Regions from separate parts of the Sus scrofa genome. Here regions 1, 2 and 4 are each linked to region 3. The links are chromatin contacts, called in public Hi-C maps. All regions are on one chromosome and are shown on one strand. The core of a region is the stretch at or near the end of the contact, and the rest is flanking DNA. Distances in the headings are between cores, read along the strand shown. Region 1 holds the start of NSMCE1 (non-structural maintenance of chromosomes element 1 homolog). Region 2 overlaps NSMCE1 (non-structural maintenance of chromosomes element 1 homolog). Region 3 has its middle 20 kb from the start of IL4R. Region 4 has its middle 29 kb from the start of IL4R.

Evidence for each region. A called contact is a pair of places that touch in the nucleus more often than the background predicts.
Region 1: a Hi-C map of liver shows a contact between it and region 3, with 2.9 times the contacts expected there. A contact is called at or near these places in 2 of 5 promoter capture datasets (fetal liver and liver), 7 of 47 Hi-C or Micro-C datasets (alveolar macrophages, embryonic fibroblasts, epiblast stem cells and 3 more) and 2 of 2 datasets of targeted methods (alveolar macrophages and skeletal muscle).
Region 2: a Hi-C map of subcutaneous adipose tissue shows a contact between it and region 3, with 1.5 times the contacts expected there. A contact is called at or near these places in 1 of 5 promoter capture datasets (liver), 16 of 47 Hi-C or Micro-C datasets (alveolar macrophages, blood, embryonic fibroblasts and 6 more) and 2 of 2 datasets of targeted methods (alveolar macrophages and skeletal muscle).
Region 4: a contact with region 3 is called in a Hi-C map of subcutaneous adipose tissue, with 1.6 times the contacts expected there. A contact is called at or near these places in 2 of 5 promoter capture datasets (fetal liver and fetal skeletal muscle), 8 of 47 Hi-C or Micro-C datasets (alveolar macrophages, blood, embryonic fibroblasts and 4 more) and 2 of 2 datasets of targeted methods (alveolar macrophages and skeletal muscle).

What each region holds. Positions count from the first base shown.
Region 1 is chr3:19,608,502-19,611,342 of Sscrofa11.1, forward strand. It overlaps NSMCE1 (non-structural maintenance of chromosomes element 1 homolog), which reads left to right and starts at 1,295. Exons shown (of 8, transcript XM_021086448.1): 1 at 1,295-1,397. The coding sequence starts at 1,298.
Region 2 is chr3:19,630,748-19,633,848 of Sscrofa11.1, forward strand. All of the region lies in intron 2 of NSMCE1 (non-structural maintenance of chromosomes element 1 homolog), which reads left to right. Among named protein-coding and RNA genes, the nearest start is that of NSMCE1, 23 kb to the left of the region's middle.
Region 3 is chr3:19,570,394-19,573,449 of Sscrofa11.1, forward strand. It overlaps a transcript of IL4R not described here. Among named protein-coding and RNA genes, the nearest start is that of IL4R, 20 kb to the left of the region's middle.
Region 4 is chr3:19,521,409-19,524,527 of Sscrofa11.1, forward strand. No RefSeq gene overlaps it. Among named protein-coding and RNA genes, the nearest start is that of IL4R, 29 kb to the right of the region's middle.

The DNA of each region.
Region 1 (2,841 bases), core at 45-2,544, 38 kb after region 3:
CCCTCAGCAGGTGAGGTCCAGAGAGGTTGAGATATTGTCCAAGATCACAGGAATGGTAACCAGCCAAGTAAGGACTTAAAGCTATCATCACAGAGATTGATACTTGTACTTTCTACTGGTCTATAATAAGTCACCCGTTACCTGTGGCCCCTGCTAGTCTGTTCAGCCAGCTCTCAGACTAGGGACTGGAATACAAACGTCGTAAAGTGTCCTGGAGACTCCGAACAGTTCGCTCACGTCTGTTAATTGCATTTACTTCTCACAACAAACCTTATGTAAGAAAGCAGTAAACATTTAATCAGTACTTCCATGTGTGTTTAAAAGACTTCAAAACAGGAGTTCCCATCCTGGCGCTGTGGAAACGAATCTGACTAGGAACCATGAGGTTGCAGGTTCGATCCCTGGCCTCGCTCAGTGGCTTAAAGATCCCCCGCTGTGGTGTAGGTTGCAGACGCCGCTTGGATATGCCGTTGCTGTGGCTCTGGCATAGGCCGGCAGACAGGTCCGATTAGACCGCTAGCCTGGGACTCTCCATATGCCGCGGGTGCGGCCCTAAAAAGACCAAAAAAAAAAAAAAAAAAAAAAAGAAAAAGAAAAAAAGACAAAACAACCTTCGAAATACATTATTTCATAGGGACTATTATTATTTCGCTTTTTAGTCCCCGCCCCGCCCCGCCCCGCCCCCGCATCATAGCAGAGCTGTAACCGCTGGTCTATGCCATAGCCACACTAACCCGGGATCTGAGCTGCATCTGCCACCTACACCACAGCTCATGCAACCGGGATCCTTAACCCACTGAGCAAGGGCAGGGATGGAACCTGTGTCCTCATGGATACTAGTCAGATTCAGGTCTGCTGAGCTACAGGGGATTCCCCCATAGGGACTATTATTGTTATTCCAACTGAGCAAGGGCAGGGATCGAACCTGCAACTTCACGGTTCCTAGTCGGATTCGTCAACCACTGCGCCACGACGGGAACTCCCAGAAGCCTCGTTCTTGATGGTGAAGTGGCTCTGTCAGTTCTATAAATGGAGAAACTGAGGCACTAAGCTGTGCCCACGGAATCGGTCACACTAAGGCTCCATTCTTGGTCTTCCTCTTTTCACCGCGTGGGGGGTAGCTGCCGGGCAGGAGGCGGAGGACGAAAAGCGGAAGCCCTTTCCAGTAAGGTGCAGGGCGTGACCCGCGTGGGATGCGCTTACCCCTGCCCTAACTGGCGGATTCCCCGGCACCATGGCAACGGGAGAACAGGAAGTGCGTCACCTGATGGGAGGAGCGAATCTGCAAGAACCACCAATGGTAGTGCCCCGACTGCTTTCGCCCCGCCCCGAAGGAGGGGCCGAGCCCACCTTTTTGCTAACGCCGCCGGCAGTGTGGGCTGCGCTTGGGCGCCGCGGTGGGTAATCGGGCCGCGGGGGCGCGAGGCTGACGGGGAAGGAAGAGAGTTGTCCGGGAAGGCGAGGGGCGGGCGGCAGGTGGGGGTCAGGCCCCGGGGGTCGGCCCGATGCTGTGTCGCAGTGTGGCCTCGGGGGCCGGGGGGCCGCGGTTTCTCATTTCCTGATGGGGAAACTGAGGCCCTGAGAGGGGCTGCAGAGGCAGGTAAACCGGAACCTAGTCCCTCACCCACAGACATTTTAAAATCGTAATATTAGGTAATTTACATCCTAATATTAGCTGAGAAAGCATTAGAATTCTCTCTAAACTGAATACGTAAAATACGGCTTTCGTTGACTACCCTGTCAGGCTCACCGACTCTGGGCTTCTCTTTTTGGGGTCCACAACTTCTTTGTACAAGTCCACAGCCCCTTATTTTAAAGCTCCGAGGCTAGATGTGTTCACAATCCCGAATTTCTAGGATTCTCGAAAGGTAATTTGGGGCATATATTATATGTCCTGTCCTATCTTCCTTGGGGTCTCCGGCAGCGTCTTGTCATCAGATACATTACTTTTTTTTCACAGCTGAATAGATGCATATTCCCAGTAAGAAGGTAAACAACAAGCATGAATAGTCTCACCTGAAGCCAGATGGGGTTTTCAAACTTAAAGGATTTGTTTTTGAGAACTTTTTAGATTTAAGCGTTGCACGTAAAACCTGGAATCATAATTTTGTTGATCCACTCATATTTTGCCCTTGTTTGTACTGGGGGTGTGGCAGTTTCTAACCATGCTTTTGTATGGTCACTCCCTGTCTCCATCACTAACTCTGTGTGGCCTTGTGCCCTCTCAGCCTCTGTTTCCTCATCTGAAAAATGGGGTCAGTAATGCTTTCCTCATAAGGTTCTGGGGAGGATTAAATAGGACTGTGCACAGGAAGCATGCACATATATATCTCGCTCTTGGCACAGATGGTTCTATTTGAGGTTTGCTTGTTCTGCAGACATTCTATTTTTAAATGATTTGGGTACCTAGGAGTTCCCCTGGTGGCTCAGCAGGTTAAGAACCAGACCAGCGAAGATGCAGGTTCAATTCCTGGCCTTGCTCAGTGGTTTAAGGATCCAGCATTGTGTAGGTCGTAGGTACGGCGCGGACCCAGTGTGGCTGTGGCTGTGGTGTAGGCCTCAGCTGCAGCTCTGATTCGACCCCTACCTGGGAATGTCCATATGCCACGAGTGTGGCTGTAAAAAAAATGAATAAAATAATAATTTGGGTAGGTAATACATGCTCATGGCTAGCCCATCTCCCCTTCATAGAGACAACTGGTTTCTATGCATAAACAAGTCTATAGATTATCTTTCCACTTAATTTTCCCACCCCTTCCCCCCAAATTATAGCATTCTTTACCTCCGTCCTCTTAGTAAAATTTATTTTGGCTGTTACTTAACGTATTTTACATCATTTTC
Region 2 (3,101 bases), core at 589-3,088, 61 kb after region 3:
AGTCACATTGGTACCCACCCTCTCTTCCCAAGGAGCCCTCGGCAAGGATGAGACGGACCCTGGCTCCAAATCCCTTTTTCCTCCTGCTTTTGACGATTTCACTGTGCCTTTCTCCCCTTTGGCTGTAATGAACAGGTAATGAGCGTCCCGCTGTCAAGCCTGCCTGCGTTTCCAACTGATCAAGGGGGATCAGGCTTATTATGATCCGCACCGAAAAGCCGCGTAAAATCAGCATGAAAAGTAACATCTTAAAGGTGACTCTATGCGTTTCTCAACATACAGAATTTCACAACAGGCAGTTGTGACGTGCTCAGCCAGGAGTCTTTGGGCTCTGGAAGCCCTGCAACCACGGAGGAAGCAAAAGTGTTGCTTTCGCATCTCTGGCTCTTGAGGGACTCGCTGTGTCCCAAGTCGCAGCGCCCCCTTGATGACTTTGCGGCTCAGGAAGCCAAGGCTGGACGGCCCTGGCAAGTACAACCCCTGCGTTCTTCACACTCTCCCGCGTGTGGACATCATCGGGTCTGGAATGCACTTTGTGCTGGATCCTGACCACAGGGCTGGCTGTGTGTGCAGCTGGAGGAGGGTTGGGAGGGGCGGGGACTCTTCAGTTGGGAGGGGACGCACCACTGGCAGGGGTGGGAACGGCCTGAAGACCTGGGTTCAAATCAGGGACTTAGGAGAGTGTATTTGTTTTTTTTTTCCTTTCCTGAGTCTCAGCTTTCTGTTTTATAAAGGAAGTCTTATCTACCTCATGGAAAAGCTGTGAGGATTAAACAGGGAACTTGTGTGAAGTACCTGGCACAGAGTACTTCCTGCTACCAGTTCCCTGCGCGCCCTTCCCTTCCTAGTGGGTCCCTGGCCTTATCATCTCCTTGCACATTCTGGGGCTGGGGGGCAGGTGTGCTGACTCAGAAGATCCATGAGGTCGTGGGTCGTGTGATGGAAATTGTCATGTAGCCCATAAGGCCACGTCCCCCCCCCGCTTTTTTTTTTGGCTGCCCAGTGGCCTATGGAGTTAGTTCCCGGGCCAGGGGTCAGATCGGAGCCACAGTCATGACCTAAGCTGCAGCTGCAGCAACGCCAGATCCTTAAGCCACTGTGTTGGGCCGAGGATTGAAGGATCGAACCCACCTTCCGGTGCTCCCCAGATACCGCCGATCCCCTTGCGCCACAGTGGGAACTCCAAGGCTGAATCTGAGGCTGGGATATTCTCAGAGAATCCAGAAAGTGTGGTCCCCATATCCTCCGGAAGGAGATCACGAGTGCAGGTGCTGAGATGGGTGTGAGTGACAGAAACAGCCGGCGCCAGCTGCGTGTACAGCCAGGGGGCCGCCCCGCAGTGCAGGTGTGGGTGAGGGGAGCCACTGGTTGGCTTCTGGTTTGGGGAAGGTGATGCGGGGGTGGAGGTGGGGGTGCCCAGCCCCAGCCTGGCTGCAGGTGGAGGACAAGTCAGGGAGACCATAGGAGGCTGCTTCATACTCCAGGGGCAGGTTGCTGGGGACTCAGAGGAAAGGTGCAGTGACCTGATAGAAGTGGCCAGAGCCATCCTTCCGACGACCCCGCAGGCCTGCACAAGCCATCCAGCCACCTTCCTAACAAGCCCCACGCGTACAAAGTGTGGCCATAGCGAAGACCACCCAAACGAGAACAGACGAGGGCTGTTTGTTCAGAGCTTGCTCGAGCAAGGACTGCCTCTGCTTGGGTTTTGGAGACTTGACGGCAGGCAGAGGAGTGGAAAAGCTCTACAGCGGAGAAAAGGCGAGGCTCCCGCTGTGTCCTGATTGGAGGCCATCAGCCCTGGGAAGCTGGAGGCGGGCTATCTAGAAGCAGGACGTCCTGTGATTGGTTAGGGGAGCGAACCTGCCTTTCTCTGATTGGTCCTAAGTCGGAAGCAGGGACAAGAATTAGGGGTGCTGTCAATTAGTAATCAAGACTTGGTCATTTTTGAGCCGATTATTTACAGGGATTATTGTTTGTTTCCTGGATCGGTTGCTAGAAATAGTGGTCTGACTGCCTACCAGTCTGACTTGCAGGTGGCAGGCTGGCTTTGTGGGCTGGTCAGTTGAGATAAAGGGTGGCTCCCTGAGCTGGTTGCTGGGTTGCAGATTGTGAGTCAGAGTCCTGTTTTGATATGTGTTTGTGAATTCAGTCTCTCCGAAGAGTGAGTGTGACACAGCCTGTTCCTTTGAGTTGTTCACTGTCCAGCCTCTGTGAGAAACCACAGCCCCTCCTTATCTGGTTCGTCAGGGGACAGAGTGGCCTCCATAATCTCTTTATGGCAAGGTTTCAGCCCACATCAGAATTTGAAAACTGGAGTTCCTGTCGTGGCTCAGTGGTTAACGAACCCGACTAGTATCCATGAGGATGAGGGTTCAATCTCTGACCTTGCCCAGTGGGTGAAGGATCCGGCGTTGCCGTGAGCTGTGGTATAGGTCGCAGACGTGGCTCTGATCCCGCGTGGCTGTGGCTGTGGCCAGCAGCTACACCTCTGATTGGACCTCAGCCTGGGAACTTCCCTATGCCGCGAGTGCAGCCCTAAAAAGACAAAAAACAAAAAAAAAGAAAACTGGTAGAGTATCATTGGGATCTCACGTACAAGCGTGGCTAGATTATAGTGTTAATTACCATGTTTAAAAAAAACAAGTACCAGGAGATTGCTGATAAAAATCCAAATAGTAGGCACGTGGCTAGACCGGAAGAGCCATGCCTCTGTCAATGGGACACCCCTCTTCACTTCACCCTCTGTGACCGCTGCTGTCCACCTCTCTACTCCCCGCCTGGCCTCTGTGGGCACCTGGCTCGTCAGCCTCCATAGGCCCTGCTCAGATGAGCCTGGGAGAAGCTTCGGCACAGGCACACAGCAGAGCTGCTCCCCGCAGCCCTTCCTCAGCTCCTCGTGGTTCCCCGGGGGGCAGGGCGGGGGCCGGCAGGCATCTCAGTGTTAGCCGGCCCGCCTCTTCTCCGAGGTGGAAACGAACTGCACTTGGACAACCTCAGCAGTAAAGCTCTGCTGAGAGCGGTCTGGCTTTCTGTGATGACTCCCCCGCTAAGTTGGACTCTGTCCTGCCTCAGTGCCATCACGATGAAGGGTCGGCCCTGCC
Region 3 (3,056 bases), core at 3-2,502:
CACACCTCAGGGCCTTTGCACTGGCTCTCCCTCTGCCAGGATCACCTTTACCACAGATCTCCACCTGTCATTTTTTTTTTTTTTTTTTCAGGCCTTCCATCAAAAGTCACCTCCTCCTGGGAGTTCCCATCATGGCACAGCGGAAACAAATCCGACTAGGAACCATGAGGTTGTGGGTTCGATCCCTGGCCTCGCTCAGTGGGTTAAGGATCCGGCGTTGCCATGAGCTGACAAAAGACTAAAAAAAAGTCACCTCCTCCACTAGATGGTGAGTTCCACGCAGGCCCTCGCTCCTGTGTCAGTCACTGCTGTGCCCCCAGCCTCAGCACTTTTTTTTTTTTTTTCCCTTTTCTGGGGCTGCTCTCGCGGCATATGGAGGTTCCCAGGCCAGGGGTCTCATCGGAGCTGTAGCCACCAGCCTATGCCAGAGCCACAGCAACGTGGGATCTGAGCCCCATCTGCGACCTATACCACAGCCCACGGCAACACCGGATCCTTACCCCACTGAGCAAGGCCAGGGATCAAACCTGCAACCTCATTGTTCCTAGTCGGATTCCTTAACCACTGAGCCACAACAGGAACTTCCAGCCTCAGCACGTTTGCTGAGTTGGGTGTAAGCCATGAGCCCGGCGCTGGCACTCCAGACCTGTGCACGCCTGTCACTTTTTAGCTTTACAAACTGGCTCTTTATAAAGCCGCTGCTCAGACCCTCCTTCCCTTCAGGAAATTTGTTCCACCAAACCCTTGAATGCCAAGCTTCTCTTCACCTTGCCAGAATCCACTTCCTCCCTCTCTCCCCTGGAGCCAGGGTTAGGGGAGGGGGCAGGGCTCAGGTGCCAGCCCAGCCGGTGGCCATTCCCAGGCAGGCAGTGAGGCACATCCCCCAGCCCTGCTTTGCTGAAGACCCTGGGTTTCTTAAGCATCTACGAGGATGTGAGGAGGCCCCGGGGGGAGGGGGGTGGTGCCCAGAAGGAGAATGAGTCAGTCAGAGGCAAACCCGAAACCTCAGAAGTATCACCACTTCTTGGAAAGGCAAAAATGTGCGCGTTTAGATAGAACTCTGCGTGCAGAGCAGCGGGGACCAGCATCAGGCCCGGAAATGGGGTCGATGGGGTGGACATGACCTTTTTCTAGCATCCTCTGTGGTTCCCTCCACCTGGCCCGTTCCTCAGGGCCTCTACAACCTTGTCCTTCTAAATGTCCCTCCTTGGAGAGGCTCCCCCAGCTCCACCCTCATCCTGCTCTGCTTCTGTACCCAGCCAGCCCTGTCACTGTATGACACGGTACCTCGGGTCCACGGTTTCCTGTGTGAGATCCTGTGGGGCCAGGCGTGTTTCCAAATTCAGAATTACTCAGATGAGAGAGAAAGATCACTTTGTATAACACGGCCCCCAACAGAACCACCCCTGCCCCCTAAGGGGCCCGAGGAGGACCCGCGATCCATCACACGAGCATCTGTGCAGCGAGACCATGAGCATTCACACCAAGGAGAATAAATAAAGACTCCCTTCACGGCTCAGCGGCTAACGAACCCGACTAGGATCCATGAGGTTGAGGGTTCGATCCCTGGCCTCGCTCAGTGGGTTAAGGATCCGGCGTTGCCGTGAGCTGTGGTGCAGATCGCAGGAGTGGCTCAGATCCCGCGTTGCCATGGCTGTGGGGTAGGCTGGCAGCTGTAGCTCTGCTTAGACCCCTCGCTTGGGAACCTCCATATGCCGCGGCTGTGGCCCCCCCAAAACAAAAAACAAACCAAAAAAAGACTCCAAAGGGCTTCACATTTAGTTCACATCAGGTCTTGCTTCCAAGTGAGTGCTGAAAGCACTTCTGGTTTTCGGAGCTTATGGATTTCAAATAATAGATAAGGGATGCAGAGCTGAGGATGTCTGTGTACTGCCCTAGAAGTCAAAGTCCGGGGAGTTCCCGTCGTGGCGCAGTGGTTAACGAATCCGACTAGGAACCATGAGGTTGCGGGTTCGATCCCTGCCCTTGCTCAGTGGGTTAACGATCCGGCGTTGCCGTAAGCTGAGGTGTAGGTTGCAGACGCGGCTTGGATCCTGCATTGCTGTGGCTCTGGCGTAGGCCAGAGGCTACAGCTCCGATTCGACCCCTAGCCTGGGAACCTCCACATGCCGTGGGAGCGGCCCAAGAAATAGCAAAAAAAAAAAAAAAAAAAAAAAAAAAGTCCAGGTGGGTAAGGACGTTGGCCAGTGCTCTCCCAGTAGCACTTGGCACCATGCCTGGCACACAGATGCCCAGTAAACATCCGATGAAGAAATGAATGAGGAAGCCAGCGGTGCCGGTTGTGAGGTCCTAACTGGGGAGAGACAGCAATCGCGGAGCTGTAGGCAAGGTACCTCCAAAACAACATTCACCCAGACCGCGCCCCCAACACCCATTTTTACTGACGAGCAAACTGAACCTCAGAGACGTTAAGCAACTTCCCCCAGAGCCCACAGGTAGGAAAAGCAGCAAGGCCACCCTGGAACCTGGGGCCCCTGTCTTCAAGCCTTCTCTCTGCCCCCGACGCAGAGAAGAAGGACTTGGCAGGAAGCAAAGCAACAGAGGGGGATACGGCCCATCTGACGCTGGGTCCCCCTGCCTCTCCAGGATCCTCCAGCCTCCACTGCTTGCAAGAACCAAGTTCGTGCAACACCTAAGCCAGCTGCCAGCCTCTCTCCCAGTGGAGCCAAGGGAGATCGGGTCAAACAAGACTAGGCTTGTCTCCACGGTCCTGAGAAACAGTCCGAAAGACGTCCCTCTCGGTCACCCCAGCGAAGTGGCACAGTGGGAAAGAACACACGTTGGGAAGGGAAGCAGGTGCAAGCTCCTGCATCTGTCACTCCTAGGCAAGGCCACCTAGGCCATATCTCTTGAGTTTTGGTTTCTTCACCTGCAAAAGGGGGAGCCGAACTCCCATTCGATGCGCTTCGGGTATTTACTTAACAAACACACCGTGTTTACTTCCTATCAGCCACTGTTCTGGGTGCTTAACATTGATGAATTCAGTCCAGCCTCACCACAATGGTATAAAGCAGACATTAGAGTTTCATAAATGG
Region 4 (3,119 bases), core at 438-2,937, 49 kb before region 3:
GGTTTCAAGTCGGATTTGTTAACCACTGCGACACGATGGGAACTCTGAAATTTAACCTACTTAATTCTAACAACAGCTCCTTGAAGTCAGCACTACTATGGCTCCCATTTTACAGAAGCAGAAGGAAGCGCAGAGAGGATACAACTGGCCATGAGCCACGCAGCTGGTCCTTGGCGAACCCTGGGTTCCTAATGTGTGTCTAGCCCTTTGCCAGGGGCTGGAGAGGATGGAGGATAAAGGCAGAGGTGAAAAAGAGGTGGAGGGGGGGAGGGTGGCATTCTCCCCGGCTTAGTTTTCTGGGCGTGGCACCTCCGGGGGCGCAGAGGCAGGCGCTGGAACCTAATGGAGTGGCCACTAGGGGGCAGCAGGGACCAAGGAGCTGGCCTCCAGCCAATCTGCTCTCCATTGGCCAGAAGTCCTCTGTTCTTCAATAAAGCAGTAAAGGGCGGGATTTTGAGGAAGATCTGGCACTGTCCTGTTGTTGTCACGGAGCTCAGGCAGGTTGACCACAAGAGCGGCCGGGTGCTGCCTGGCCTTCAGCCATCAAGACATCTGCTCTTCATCCCACACCTGTGGGCTGCAGGGTACTTCTCTTATCCACCTTTGATGGGGAGGCAACGGAGGCCCAGAGTCACACAGCTCTGAATTGGCAAAGGCACGTTCAAACCCAGGCAGAGCCCTTGCTTCTCTGAGTCTCAGTTTTCTCACCTGTAAAAGGGGTATAAGAATCCAGGCAAATAGGTGCCTGCCATGGCTCAGGGGTAACAAACCTGACTCGTATCCATGAGGACATGGGTTCCATTCCTGGGCTCGCTCAGTGGGTTAAGGATCCCCGAGCTGTGGTGTAGGCCAGCAGCTACAGCTCTGATTTGACCCCCTAGCTGGGAACTTCCATATGTTAAGGATGTGGCCCTAAAGAGACCCCCCCAAAAAAGAAAAACAAACAAACAAACAAAAAAAAAGCCACAAAAACAGGCAAATGGCAGACAAAGGTGATGAGGAGTCAGGGTACATCACAGAAAAGTCTCAGACAGTGGACTCTGGCTGCTGTGAGGCTCCAGTGAGGTCATGCCTCCCTTGCAGCGGGGACTCAGAAATTTCTTGGTGGTTGTGGGGTTTTTTGTTTTTTGGGTTTTTTTTTTTTTTTAATTAATAACCTCCGTGGGAAAATACTGTCAGAAAAGTTATTCAACAGGATGTTAACGAGATACACCTTCAAAAACAAACATACATTTTGGGGACAGCCCACGATGCCAGATGATGAGGCGGGGGATGGGATTTCCGGTGGTTTTCACTTTCCTATTTATCCCTTTAGATTTTCTCTGAATCAGAGAAGGTGGGCACGTGCCAATGTAGTAATCACACACACACACACAAACCTGCAGTGGAAACAATTACCACCCTGCCGCCGGCACCCCTGGAACAATCTTTGTAAAATCGAGGCTGCGGTGTGCGGGGTTGGGGCACCAAGGGGGGCTGGGAACCCTGAATTCAGCGTCTCTGGAGGTCTCCCGGTTTCTGCTGAGGCTTTGCTGACACAGCCCTGCTGCCCCCGGGGTACCCCTCCTGGCCTTCACATCTCTGGTCCATACCCGAGGGGAGTGCTGGGAAACTCCACTCCAGACTGCCGGCACCTCGCTCCGCCCACGCCTGCCGCCTACGTCCTCCTCGGTCGGGGATTGGTCCGGCGCTGGACCCGTCTGACCCACGAGCCCCGCCCCCTCTGTGGCTTTGGAGACAAACGCTGGATACTGTCTGTCCCTCTTCGCTCCTTTCATCTTTCCAGACCGTCTCCTCTCCCCTCCACGCTGAGAAAGTTGTACATTGGACTATAACGATCTAGCCCTGTACTGTCCAATACTGTAATTACCAGCCACTTGGGGCTGTTTAAATTTAAATGTTAATTAATGCCATAAAATTAAAAAATCCGTTCCTCAGTCACACGAGTCATATTTCAAGCGCTAAAGTAGCCCCCTGTGGCTAGCGCCCCTTATTGGAGAGCATGAAAGGGTTCTAGCCTAATTCTAGATACTCAGCTGTTTTGCTCTCAATCCCTTGCTACACTTGTTCTTCTTTGAATCAGCGTTCTCTCTCTTTTATTTTTTTTCAGATTCCCTAGAATCTAAAATAAATCTTTGATTGATTGGACCCGATAAGTGTTGAAAATTTTATTTTTGTTTGCACAATTGCTCTCAGGGAGTACTTAACACAATAATTGTTTATAAAGGAATGAATTATGGCGTTCCCCGTTGTGGCTCAGCGGCTAACAAACCCGACGACTAACCATGGGGATGCGGGTTCCATCCCTGGCCTCGCTCAGTGGGTTAAGGATCTGGCATTGCCGTGAGCGGCTGTGTAGGTCTCAGATGTGGATCCCATGTTGCTATGCCTGTGGCACAGGCCGGCAGCTGTAACTCCAATTGGACCCCTAGCCTGGGAACCCCCATATGCCGTGCCTAAAAAGAAAAACAAAACCAAACAAACAACAACAACAAAAAAATAGAGTGAATTGCCAGGTCTCGTACGGGTAAGTCCTGACCACAAAGACGTAGGTATAAGCCAGAGAGCCTGGGGACTGAAGGAAGGTACGGGCTGGGACGCTCCCTTGCTAGAATCAACCAATGGCAGGAATCGGGAGCCTTCAGGGCTTACCCGCAAGGTCTGGAGCATCAACTGAAAAACAAAACAAAACTGCCCAACCTAAAAGTTGAGAATTACGTTTTATTCAGGGAAATTACTGAGAACTACATAGCCCAGGACACAGCCTCTCAGATAAGTATGCAGATCTGTTCCAAGAGGAAGGGGCTAGCCGGGAGATAATACATGTATGTCATATATATATGAGGTTTGGGTTTGGGTTGGGGTTTTTTTGGCCACCCTGAGGCATACGGAGTTCCCAAGCTGAGCCGCAGTTGCAACCGACGCTGCAGCTGTAGCCATGCCAGATACTTAACCCACTGTGCCCAACCAGGGACTGAACCTTTGTCCCAGTGCTCCAGAGATGCTGTGGCAGATCCCGTTGTGCCACAGTGGAAACCCCTGTGAGGTTGTGATGAGAAAAAAAAAAAAAAAAAACAACGTAGTAGGACATCAAAAGATTACTGCTAATCACATAAAAC